Linked DNA regions of Mus musculus: all the other regions are linked to region 4. Evidence: chromatin contacts called from public HiChIP or PLAC-seq data. All regions are on one chromosome and are shown on one strand. The core of a region is the stretch at or near the end of the contact, and the rest is flanking DNA. Distances in the headings are between cores, read along the strand shown. Region 1 holds the start of Dancr (differentiation antagonizing non-protein coding RNA). Region 2 overlaps Scfd2 (Sec1 family domain containing 2). Region 3 holds the start of Scfd2 (Sec1 family domain containing 2). Region 4 holds the start of Gsx2 (GS homeobox 2).

The links. HiChIP or PLAC-seq counts read pairs in DNA pulled down with a chosen protein or histone mark.
Region 1: a contact with region 4 is called in an H3K27ac HiChIP or PLAC-seq map of embryonic stem cells, with 6 times the contacts expected there. The contact joins the promoter of Dancr here to the promoter of Gsx2 in region 4. A contact is called at or near these places in 3 of 39 promoter capture datasets (cranial neural crest, embryonic stem cells and hippocampal neurons) and 7 of 115 datasets of contacts at active chromatin or transcription factors (astrocytes, embryonic forebrain, embryonic stem cells and 3 more).
Region 2: a CTCF HiChIP or PLAC-seq map of the NIH/3T3 cell line shows a contact between it and region 4, with 5 read pairs. The contact joins the enhancer-like site here to the promoter of Gsx2 in region 4. A contact is called at or near these places in 2 of 39 promoter capture datasets (the SN4741 cell line and liver), 1 of 15 datasets of contacts at CTCF or cohesin (the NIH/3T3 cell line) and 1 of 115 datasets of contacts at active chromatin or transcription factors (embryonic midbrain).
Region 3: a contact with region 4 is called in an H3K4me3 HiChIP or PLAC-seq map of embryonic limb bud, with 6 times the contacts expected there. The contact joins the promoter of Scfd2 here to the promoter of Gsx2 in region 4. A contact is called at or near these places in 7 of 39 promoter capture datasets (cranial neural crest, embryonic stem cells, hippocampal neurons and 4 more), 1 of 484 Hi-C or Micro-C datasets (embryonic stem cells), 14 of 115 datasets of contacts at active chromatin or transcription factors (the 230-238 cell line, the NIH/3T3 cell line, astrocytes and 10 more) and 3 of 9 other capture datasets (embryonic stem cells, embryonic tail and embryonic trunk).

The regions. Positions count from the first base shown.
Region 1 is chr5:74,091,642-74,094,341 of GRCm38.p6, forward strand. It overlaps Dancr (differentiation antagonizing non-protein coding RNA), which reads left to right and starts at 1,419. Exons shown (of 1, transcript NR_145133.1): 1 at 1,419-2,696. It overlaps Snora26 (small nucleolar RNA, H/ACA box 26), which reads left to right and starts at 1,889; the gene lies at 1,889-2,009.
Region 2 is chr5:74,491,367-74,494,122 of GRCm38.p6, forward strand. The region is part of intron 2 of Scfd2 (Sec1 family domain containing 2); the gene reads right to left. Among named protein-coding and RNA genes, the nearest start is that of Scfd2, 39 kb to the right of the region's middle. Within about 2 kb of position 1,480, at least 42 of the 459 cell types and tissues checked have an H3K27ac peak or open chromatin away from gene starts, as enhancers often do. A contact at or near this core is called in the NIH/3T3 cell line and the SN4741 cell line, where this site is marked.
Region 3 is chr5:74,530,323-74,533,022 of GRCm38.p6, forward strand. It overlaps Scfd2 (Sec1 family domain containing 2), which reads right to left and starts at 1,420. Exons shown (of 9, transcript NM_001114660.2): 1 at 460-1,420. The coding sequence starts at 1,297.
Region 4 is chr5:75,074,191-75,076,890 of GRCm38.p6, forward strand. Gsx2 (GS homeobox 2) reads left to right here and starts at 1,411. Exons shown (of 2, transcript NM_133256.2): 1 at 1,411-2,147. The coding sequence starts at 1,571.

The DNA.
Region 1 (2,700 bases), core at 169-2,668, 980 kb before region 4:
GGGAGTAGACAATGGAGATGATTATAAAACCTTGAGGAATATTTAAAAACACCGATTTGTACACTTAAAAGGGTGACCTATAACACTTGGGTTCAATCTCAAAAAGTTATCTAAAAAGTCAAAGCAAGTTGACAAAGCAGGTCATCATTTTTTTTATCTAGACTAAAAGTGGCTGTAAAGAAACACAGGCGAGCATGATGAATAGACTTAGAGTCCTTATTCAAACGAACTCATTGTAAAGTAACATTGTATCAGAATAGTCTTGCTGTGAACTTGGAGCGGCTGTTTATTCTAGCAATCACATTGGCATTGTCCTCAGGCAAGATGGCCTCTTTTCTTTTGAAATAAATACTGAAATATTAAGAGGTGAAACAAACCAAGCTTGAGATTTGCTTTAAAATACCCCCCCTCCCCCAACAGACCAAGACGATAGATGCGCCAGGTCTGGAATGAATGGCTGGCTTTTAGCCGAGAGAAGAACGCAGGCACGTGGCTCTTTGAACATTTTTAGTTTTAATATAAGTTTGGAAATTTAATTTCTTCAAATTAAAAAAATAATTTTATTATTATTATTATTATTATTATTATTATTTTAAAAACCTTGCCAATAAAATCATCTCAGACCGTGGAAATTCTCATTAAAATAAGTTAAGCACATATCCAGGCCTGGTGGTGAAAATTTGTCGTCCCTTCTACTCAGGAAGCTGAGGCAGAAGGACGGAAAGTTCCAGTCTTGTCTGGGAAATTTAGTGAGACCTAGTTTCAAAGTAATAAAAGGGTTTGGGATCTGAGACGCCAGGCTCTACTTTTAACCCAGGACCACTAAAAACAAGACAAAGGTATAGCCTAGGTGGAGAGTGGCATGCATGCCAGCAATCCTAGCACGTAGCACTGAGGATAACAAGTTTGATGAATACCCTGAACTAGCTACACAGTAAGTTAGAAAGCAGTGTGGGCACCTAAGAGAGACTCTGACTCAAAATTAATGGTACGGGCTGAGGAGGTAGCTCTGTGGTAGAGCTCTGTTGAGAACTAACTGCCTCACATCTCCAGCAACATTTCTCCTTGATATTACTCTCCAGGAACACAGAAAAAGGCAGCTCCTCTCAGGGTTAAGGAGGGGCCCTGGGAGTGAACTAGCTGAACAAGAAGGGATCTAAGTCGGAACACACCTAGCACCGGCATAGCTTCAGGAAAGGAAGGTTTCCACTGAGCACAGCCTCAACGCTTCCAACACCGCAGTGGGTGGAGAACCTGCTGCTGGAAGTCAACGGCCCCACCCTACCGGGTCCGAAACGTCCCGACGATTGGCTTCCCATACCAGCCACGCCTACAATCCTTCTGACGATTGGCTGCTCTCCTTTTCCTGTTCTGCCCCCTCCAAGCGGCCCTCTGATTGGTTGCAGGTCTCGGGGGGGGGGGGCAGCTCCGCCCCTCTCCCGGATGGCTGTATTAACGCAGCGCGCAGCGGCTCGGTCTTTCGGTCCCGGCCTTGGTGGTGAGTGTCCTCGTGGGAGGGTGTCAGGATGTCCCCGTGTCCCCTCGAGCTTTGCCCGCCCCGAGCTCAGCTGCTCCCGGCGGCCAGAACGGAGGGGTAGAGCAGTTCTCAGCGGCCCGCGGGGCGGGCGGCAGTGTCCAGCCCGGGGCTGCGCGAGACACAAAGTCCTCTGTGCCGTCCGACCCGGGCACCCTGACCACCGCCCTTTCCCTCTGCAGGCCGATCCACCCGAGCCGGTCCCCACTGCCCAGCCGTGCTGCTGCCTCGGACACAAGCGCAGGTACGTCCCGGCATTGATCGGAGGCAGGCCCTGGCCACGTGGCCGAGAAGACGGAGGTTCCAGGCCTGTCTTTGTTGAGCTGCGCCGGGCCTCCCCAGTCGCCCTTTCCTGTGCCCTTTTAAGGTTGTCGCAGTACTTTAAGAGGCTAACACAGAAGGGTAAAGGAACTCTCCATAAAACCCAGAGAGGAAAACTACACCTCCTCTTTGGATCCTGTCTGGAGTCACAAATGAACCAAAAGCTTCATTTAAAACTTGAATGTGCGCATTTTAGGTTCTGGCGATTGCTAGGTAGTGATATAGGATTTTAAAGAAAAGAAAACGTAGCCTACCTGGTTTAATTTGGTTGGAGGAGAAAGTTCAGAAGACAAGAATACATTTGCTTTTCTAGAAGTGAGATTTTAGGTCAGCTGGAAAGGATATAGTTGAGTATGTTCCACTTATGTGAAACATTTTTATTCTTTCATAGGTTGAAAACTACAAGAAACCCGTGACTGAATGGCTCCAAGGTGAAGTACTCTTGCATGTAGTGACCAGGTTTGCCTGTATTCCACTTTAGGATTAGTATCGAAGCTGAAATAGGTGAAGTGAGGGCCATGTGAGTTTCCTTGAATGGCCTTGTAACTGATTACCCTGAAGGTAGTTTGCTAAAGATTTTAATCAATGTACTAGGATCCTGCCCCACCCCTTCTTCATGTCCCACTGCCCTAGAATCAGATCTGCATGGCTATGACATGCTCGCCGTTTTAAAGATGCAAAGATTTCATGCTAGATCATTAGAATGTATCTGGACTTCGTTAGGACAAGTTCTTTGCTAGTAACCAGTCACGTGCTAGCAATTGAGGTGTGTTAACCTGTATATTGTTGCCTATGAGTAATTTTCCATAATCTTTAATAAAGGCTTCCTGTGTCAATTCTATGGC
Region 2 (2,756 bases), core at 230-2,729, 580 kb before region 4:
TCATTTAAGTCCATGTCCCTGTAAGCTGCGCACATGAGGCTTGTCACGACAGGGGCCCCAGAACGCAGGCACCCGAGGACAGAATGACTCCCCACCATGTCTGCTCCTCCAGGTTCACAGGTGCAGGTTTGATTTACTTCCCCAAGTGCAGCCACTGATGCCTGAATATTCCACACTGCTGTTTCTTTTATTAAAACTATTTTTCCTTTCATAAACCTAGTGACAATAGCAGAAACAATTAACCAGAACACATCCAGAAAGTTGTAGACTATAAATTAAACACTTTTCTGCCATCTCCTCTTTTTTAGACATAAGTTTTAACTTATTGCAGTTACTGGAAGACAATTTTGTTACAATTCATTCTTTGAAGTGTATGATAAAATAGTAGTATGTTTGTCTTATGAAAACTTCTGTTGCTATGAAATTTAATGAGCTTATAAACCGTTAGTAACTCTATAAAATGTCAAATACACACAAATGCCTGTTCTTTTTCTTCTTCTCTTTTAAAGATTTATGTATTCATTTTATGAATGTGAGTACACTGTCACTGTCTTCAGACACACCAGGAAAGGGCATAGAATCCCATTACAGATGAGTGTGAGCCACCATGGCTTGGGGGTAACTGTTAAGAGCACTTGCTCCACAGGCTCCAGGAATGCAGGCAGTGCAGAGACACAACACTCAAGCAAGCAAAACACTCGTACAGGTAAGATGAAAACAACACATTTTCTGGGAATTGAACTAGAACCTCTGGAAGATTAGTCAGTGCTCTTAACAGCTGAGCCATCTCTCCGGGCCTTGTTCATTTGTTCATTCGTTCGTTCTTTCTTTCTTTCCTTCTTCTCCCCCCCCCTCCTCCTCTTCTTCTTCTTCTTCTTCTTCTTCTTCTTTAAAGATTTGTTTATTGTATTTATTGTAGCTGTGTTCAGGCACTCCAAAGAGGACATCAGATCCCATTACAGATGGTTGTGAGCCACCATGTGGTTACTGAGAATTAAACATAGGGCCTCTAGAAGAAAGCAGTCAGTGCTCTTAACCACTGAGCCATCTCACCAGCCCCCTGTTCTTTTTCTTAATTAGCTATCTTGTATCCCTAAGACTAAAACTATTTTGACAAATGGCCACATTTTAAGACTACAAGCTAACAACTGGAACCTGCCACAGATCCTGTCTTAAAGTCTTTCCAGAGACTTGTACAGGAAGACATGGCCCTTTCCACTCACTCCTGGATCTTTATTTACCATAATTACTCAGCTCTTAATGGAATTTTAGAAGTTGCCTTGGTTTGGCAAGTATGAAATGTCAGATTCAGTCTACTAGAAATAAACAGGAAATATTCACCACCAAATAAAATGCAAATACAGCAGCGTTAATTTTTTAAAGGTGCTTGAGTGCTGACTCACAGTACTACTCAACCAAGTGGAAGGCATGTAATTAGGAGGAGGAGGATGTTGACCTATGTATGAATGCACACTGTCATCGTGTGAGTAAACCCAGGGCAATAGTACTTCATGATATGCAGGAATGCTAAGATTACTCACAGGATCTGTATCACCAGTCTTGGTATTCCAACAGAAACACAATAACAACAACAACAGTGATAAACCCAGCAAAGGTTTTAACTTGTCTTCAACAAAGCAAGCTGAGTCATAGTGTGTTACTGGAGGACTAACGATTTCCATCAGTGTGAGCTTGATGAGCTAAGTAAACCAGTGAGACTTCTGGAGTCAACTTTCCTCTTGACTGCTGTTTTCAACAACTCAGCTATGAGAAACATATCCATTAACCTTCATCTCCAAAAAAGTGAAAGAATTACAGAACGGGAGACTGAATCAGATAAAAACTTGGAAAACAGTCTGTCCTTCATCGTTCTCTCAAAATACAGCATTTCTTGCAGCTGAACATTCATCCAGTGACTCCAGCCTCTAGAGCTAGATCTACCAGAGAAGCCAGAATGGAGCATGTTCCTCCAGGTGACACAGACAGCAGCTCTAGGAGAGCAAACGCTTTCTAAGTGTGGACAAGGTCAGGCAGAGAGGAAGCAGCTAAACAATGGGATTAGAGTAGATTGAGCTGGAGTAGCTTGGGCAACAGGCCCATGAGAAAGCCTTTCAGAAAAGGAAGGAAGTATGGATGTAGCCAATGAAGCCACTTAGACTGCTGTGCTCACATGTTCATTGCTGAACTAGTACCTGTGCAGTACTGAATGGAGCTGAGGACTGGGTTGGATGATGCCCTCTGTCGCTGAGATATCAATGTCCCTCTAATGACTTTTTATTTTGAGACAGGGTCTCACTAAGCTGCCCAGGAATTCATTTAGCTGTCCTGAATTCATTTAGTAGCCCAGGCAGGTCTTGAAATTTGCCGTCCCCTTAACTCAGCCTCATGAGTAGCTAGGAACAGCTAGGACACCATCACTAGGCCTCCTTCACTATTTATTAAGAACCTACGTTATACAATGGAGTACTACTCAGCTATTAAAAAGAATGAATTTATGAAATTCCTAGGCAAATGGATGGACCTGGAGGGCATCATCCTGAGCGAGGTAACCCAATCACAAAGGAACTCACACAACATGTACTCACTGATAAGTGGATACTAGCCCAAAACTTAGTATACCCAAGATATAAGATACAATTTGCCAAATGCATGAAACTCTAGAAGAATGAAGACCAAAGTGTGGACACTGTGCCCCTTCTTAGAATTGGGAACAAAACACCCATGGAAGGAGTTACAGAGACAAAGTTTGGAGCTGC
Region 3 (2,700 bases), core at 170-2,669, 540 kb before region 4:
ATGATCGACTATGGTGTGGAAGTGTAAGGAAATAAACCCTATCCTCCACAAGTCGGTTTTGGCCATGGTGTTTCATTACAGCAATAGACACCCTAATTAAGACAACTGGTATCTGGAAATGTCTAAGAGTCTCAGGTGATGGCAATTCCCTCCATGTCAAGGTCATCTCATTTTTTCCAGTCTCTTGGACTAGGCCCGGTTGTTTTATCAAAAGCAACGCACACTAAAGCCATATTTGCCCGCTTACAGCATTTAACAAATAAAATTGTGCTTTATCTATGTCCACTCTCCACTAGACAAAACTTAACTCCAGATGCTGTCAAATTAGGGGCTGGTTCTTTTAGTTCATCTTTATATTGCCAACCTCAATATGAGGCCAATAAACACATATGCTGAATCAATGAACAGATCCTCTAGCTAGGAGAGTGAAGATGAACAACTCCCAGAAATGCCACCTACCTGTGAGATCCAGAGTTCTATCCACAAAGACCACAGAAGCCCTGCCTGTAGCAGTCTTTTTCCTGTTCTTGGCGGGGGCATAATTTGCCAGATCTGTAGCGATGACCCGACTGAGGGGACCCACGGCGAAACACTCCTCTCGTACCCCTAGATGTTCACACAGAGAACTGAGGCCTGACACGAGGCATCTGATGTACAGCAGCAGCTCTGGGGTTAGGGCAGTGGCATCCACCTCACCCAAGCTGCTCAGCCTCCTCTTGTCGGGTCTGGCACTGTTAAGAGCGTGGACATCCTGAGGTAGCAGTGGGAAGAGGGTAGCAAAGGCTGGAGTAAAAGCGAGATGGGAGGCAACAGGGGCGAGAAACAACGGGACGTGGAGCACCTCGGCCGTATAGTTCTCGTTGCCCATCCACTCACAGAGCTTCTCCTCCAGCTGTTCGAACACCGGCTGCTGCCCCTCGAGCTCGGCCGCTGCAGCGGCCGGTACGTGGTTAGCAGTGAGGTGGACTGCGTGGCTCACGGCTGTGACCACCACACAGTGCTGAAAGTGACTGCGGCAAATGATACTCTGTAGAGTGTCTACGATCCGGCCTTTCAGCGGGCTGCTCAAAACGAAAACCGCCCGGGGCTGCTTGGCTCCCCCGCCAATGGCCTGGGGTTCAAATTCCCGCAGGTGACACGCAGGACCCTTCACCGCCTCCAGAAGCCGGCTGGATCCGCAGCTCCAGTGCAGGCTCTCGGCGCAGGCAGCGTCCAGGTAGACCACGGACCACTTCACTTTGGCCAGCACCTGCTCCCAGCCTTGCTGGGCAAAGGCCAGTATGCCCGCGGCGCTCATGATCCCGTATCGCCAGCTGGCCAGGGGTCTCACCGGCGTACGGGCGGGAACTCAGGTCAGAACGCAGGGCTTCCGGGTACTGAGTACTTTGACAGTCAACACAGTACACGTGGGCCTGTCTCTGACGCTCGGCGTTCGCGCGCGCGGTGATGACGTCTTAGGCGCTCATTGGCTGATCAGGCGCGCGGGCTGGCGGAAGGAACGTCTGCACTTGAAGGAGGAACGGAATGTGCTTACAGGGTCGATAGTCCCTGAAAAGCTGGAGGCAGCAGCTTTCTAGGAAAGAATTGAAATGGGTTTTGTTCGTCCCTCCCTTGTCAGCTCTCATCACCTTTTCCTCCAGGTTAAGAATTCTCGGGAATAATAAAACCTGGTCTGAAGCAAAGTACTTCCCCCATCTGAACTTGGAGAAGCCAAACAACTACTGCAACGTAATAGTTGGTCTTGTGTAGGTTATCTTCTGCGTTGGTGCACTCCAGCCTCGTGAAATACCTTTTGGGACCAGCAAGATGGCTCATAAGGCTAAAAGCGCTTGCAACACAAGTCGTATGACCTGAGTTTGATCCTTCGGACTCAATGTAGAAAAACAGGACCCGGAAAAATTGTCCTCCATGTGCCAATTGTGGAAAACGCACAATCACCCATCCCCAACACACACACACACCACATACACAGAGAGAGACAGAGACAGACACACAGAGAGAGACAGAGAGATCCTGTCTCCACACAGTCAAAAGGCTTTGGGGTCCATTTCACAGCTACTAAGATGAGAATTGGGTTGAGGAATAGATATACTGATCTACACATCTCAGTTTAGAACCTGTTTTATTATTATTATTATTATTATTATTTAATTGTGGAAACATGCATGAGATAAAAAAATTTAGTAATTTACTGTTCTAATTGTGTGTGTGTGAGTGAGTGTGTGTGTGTGTGTGTGTGTGAGTATGTGTGGACAGGATCTCATTGTGCAGCCCTAGCTGTCCTGGAACACATGATGTGGATCAGGTTCGTTGCAAACTCACAGAGATCTGCTTGCCTCTGCCTTCCTAGTGCTTGGATTAAACGTGTGTGCCACCATGTCCACCATTAGTCATTTTAAAATGTACAGTTCGGAAACATTAAAAAACATTCATGCTGCTGTACAACCAATCTTTGGAACTTTTTATTTTGCAAAATCAAAATAGTTTCAAAACTATATACCCTTTAAATAACAATTGCCACCCTCAACCTCAGCTCCCTGCACCCCCCCCCCAGCATTTGTCAGCCTCTACTTTAATCCTGTTCTCTTTGCATTGGCACTGTGGGTCTTATAATTGGGTCCCTGTACTATCTGCTTTATTGTGATTAACTTACTTCACCTAACATCATTCATCTAGTTGTGACACATGGCAATTGCTTTC
Region 4 (2,700 bases), core at 161-2,660:
CAAGATGTTGGATTAGCACATTTCTGGAATAGCTGTCTGTTTACACTCAGGAGACCCACCGTCCACTAACCACTTTCTAATTGAATTCTAATCACATTCAAATAGCTCAATAACCAGCCTCAGCTGCAATTCATAAAACTTTAATTGCCATCCATAAATCCTGGGCTCCCTAGAGTGGGGCATCCCTACAACCCAATTATACACTTCCAGCAGGCAAGAGAGGGGTGGTCACAGAGATGGAAAGGGGAAAGAAAGACAGGACAGACACAGAACCCTGAGCCTCCAACTGCTGTTCCCTGCCCTTGATCTTCAAGTTAACTGTCACTGTTGTAAACTCACACTTGAAGTTAGCCATTTTGGTAAAAGGACAGGGGAGAAATTGCTGTCACCTCTGTGGCCTTGACTTTCTCCCAAAGACATCTAGATGGCAGCCACCTAGCAGGTAGGTGCACAAGTCTTTCTGAGCCACCAAATGGAGGTCTGCTACTAAACTGCTCCTTAGGTACAGGCAGGATTCCACCACTAGCTGAATGGCGGAATAAGCAAGGATGCAATAAGCATCTATTGAGAAGGGTGGGGTGGTGTTAGCAGGAGATCACTTAGACCAAGGGACCGCAAGGGCCTCCTCCAGCTGCTACCCCAGTCTCTGCAAAATGTTCCTGGTGAAGTTTAGCGGAGGTTGGGCTTGGAAACTATGTAACTGCTTGAAATAAGAAAGGATTGACTCTTTGCAGAAGGCAGAGCTGCTGGTTAGAAAGATGCACAAGGAAGGATTAGTGGTCTGAGTGACCTCAAGAGAATACAAGGACATTTGAGAATTGATGTAGCCTGGAGTGCTTGGTTTCTAAGCTGGGTTGTTACCCGCCAGACCTTGGCCAAATCGAAAAGCTGGGGAGCAAGGGCAGATATGAATGTGGTGAGCGTTAGACCGGCCGACCTCCACTACAAGGCCACATACGCTGGTCCAGAGCAGAAGTCTCAAGCTTTACTGCGCAGCTAGGGTTGGCTCCTAGGAGCTTAAATGCATTGGTTATCTCAGTTTAAATGGCTTGGAGGTCCCCACCTGGTGCTCTCTGCAGTGTGTCACTGTGAAGCGTTGGACAGAGGCCCAAGCGAGGGAGGAAGGTAGGCAGAAACTGGATCGCTGAGATTTTCCGCTGAGAGTGATGGAGGGAGAGGAGGTCGATCCCTAGCAAAATTAACAGACCCTACACTTAGCGAAGTCTCCCTCTCCCCCTCGTTCTTCCCTGCCTCCCCCCACCCCCACCCCTCCGCTTCTGTTGTGACTCGGGCAGCCTATCCCGAGGGTGGGGAGCTGCCGAGGAGTCTGAGCTGAGCGGTACTCCGCAGCATCACGTGCCGCGGTGGGGGCTATAAAATCCTGGAGCCGGGGCTCCGGGCGGGGGACGTGAGGACCAACCCTCTCCAGGGACCCCTTTGTTCGAGTCCCAGACACCTCAGCATCCCCAAGGACTTGACCGCCCGCGTGCGCCCAGCTTTCCGGACAGTGCTCAGATAGCAGAAGGAGAGAAGGGGACTCAGCAGCCCGCAGGACAAGCCATCCATCGACATGTCGCGCTCCTTCTACGTGGACTCACTCATCATCAAGGACTCCTCACGGCCCGCACCCTCGCTGCCGGAATCGCACCCAGGGCCGGATTTCTTCATCCCGCTGGGCATGCCGTCCCCGTTGGTGATGTCAGTGTCCGGGCCTGGCTGTCCGTCCCGCAAAAGCGGCGCTTTCTGCGTGTGCCCGCTTTGCGTCACCTCGCACCTGCACTCCTCTCGCCCGCCCGCAGGAGCTGGTGGCGGAGCTACGGGGACCGCGGGGGCTGCAGTGGCGGGCGGCGGGGTGGCTGGAGGCACCGGCGCTCTACCTTTGCTCAAAAGCCAGTTCTCTCCCGCTCCTGGGGACGCGCAGTTTTGCCCACGGGTGAGCCACGCACACCATCACCACCACCCACCACAGCATCATCATCACCATCACCAGCCCCAGCAGCCCGGCTCGGCTGCAGCGGCGGCCGCGGCGGCGGCGGCGGCAGCTGCGGCAGCGGCGGCTCTGGGACACCCGCAGCACCACGCACCTGTCTGCGCCGCCACTACCTACAACATGTCGGACCCACGGAGATTCCACTGCCTCTCCATGGGTAGGGCGGGGTACCTGCGTGCCTCCGGGGAAACAAACTTTGCGCCACCAGGGAAGGAGGTGGGAGTAAGGTGGGATCTTCTGTGGAACTGTTGAGATCTTCCCCTAGAAATTCCACGGAGGTGGAAGTTAAGGAGTCAACTTCTTGGCGAGGCCTTGTGCCCTTAGCTCTACAGGTGCACAAGTGTCGCCTGTTATCTGGGCTTTGGAGACCTGGATCAAGACTTCAGAGAAATAGGAGGTTAAACTGACTGAGATTTGGGGTGGATGCGTTTGGACCTCAGTGTGGCATCTTAGCTTCCCTGTTGGTTAAAGGCTGTCTGTGCCTTTGGCCGAGGCTGCTAGCTGGTTAGCTTTGCTAGGCCAATGGAAGACAGACAAGGGGAAGGAGAAGGCAGTAGGTGCAAGTTCCACTGGAGTCCTTTAACTTAAAATCCAGGACATTAAAGGCCTTAATTCTCATGAACGTCTGTCTTTCTTACACTCCCAGACAGACCAGGGACAAACATGGATGTGTTGGGTTAGACTGGGTTCTGGAGCCGCGTTCTTTCCAA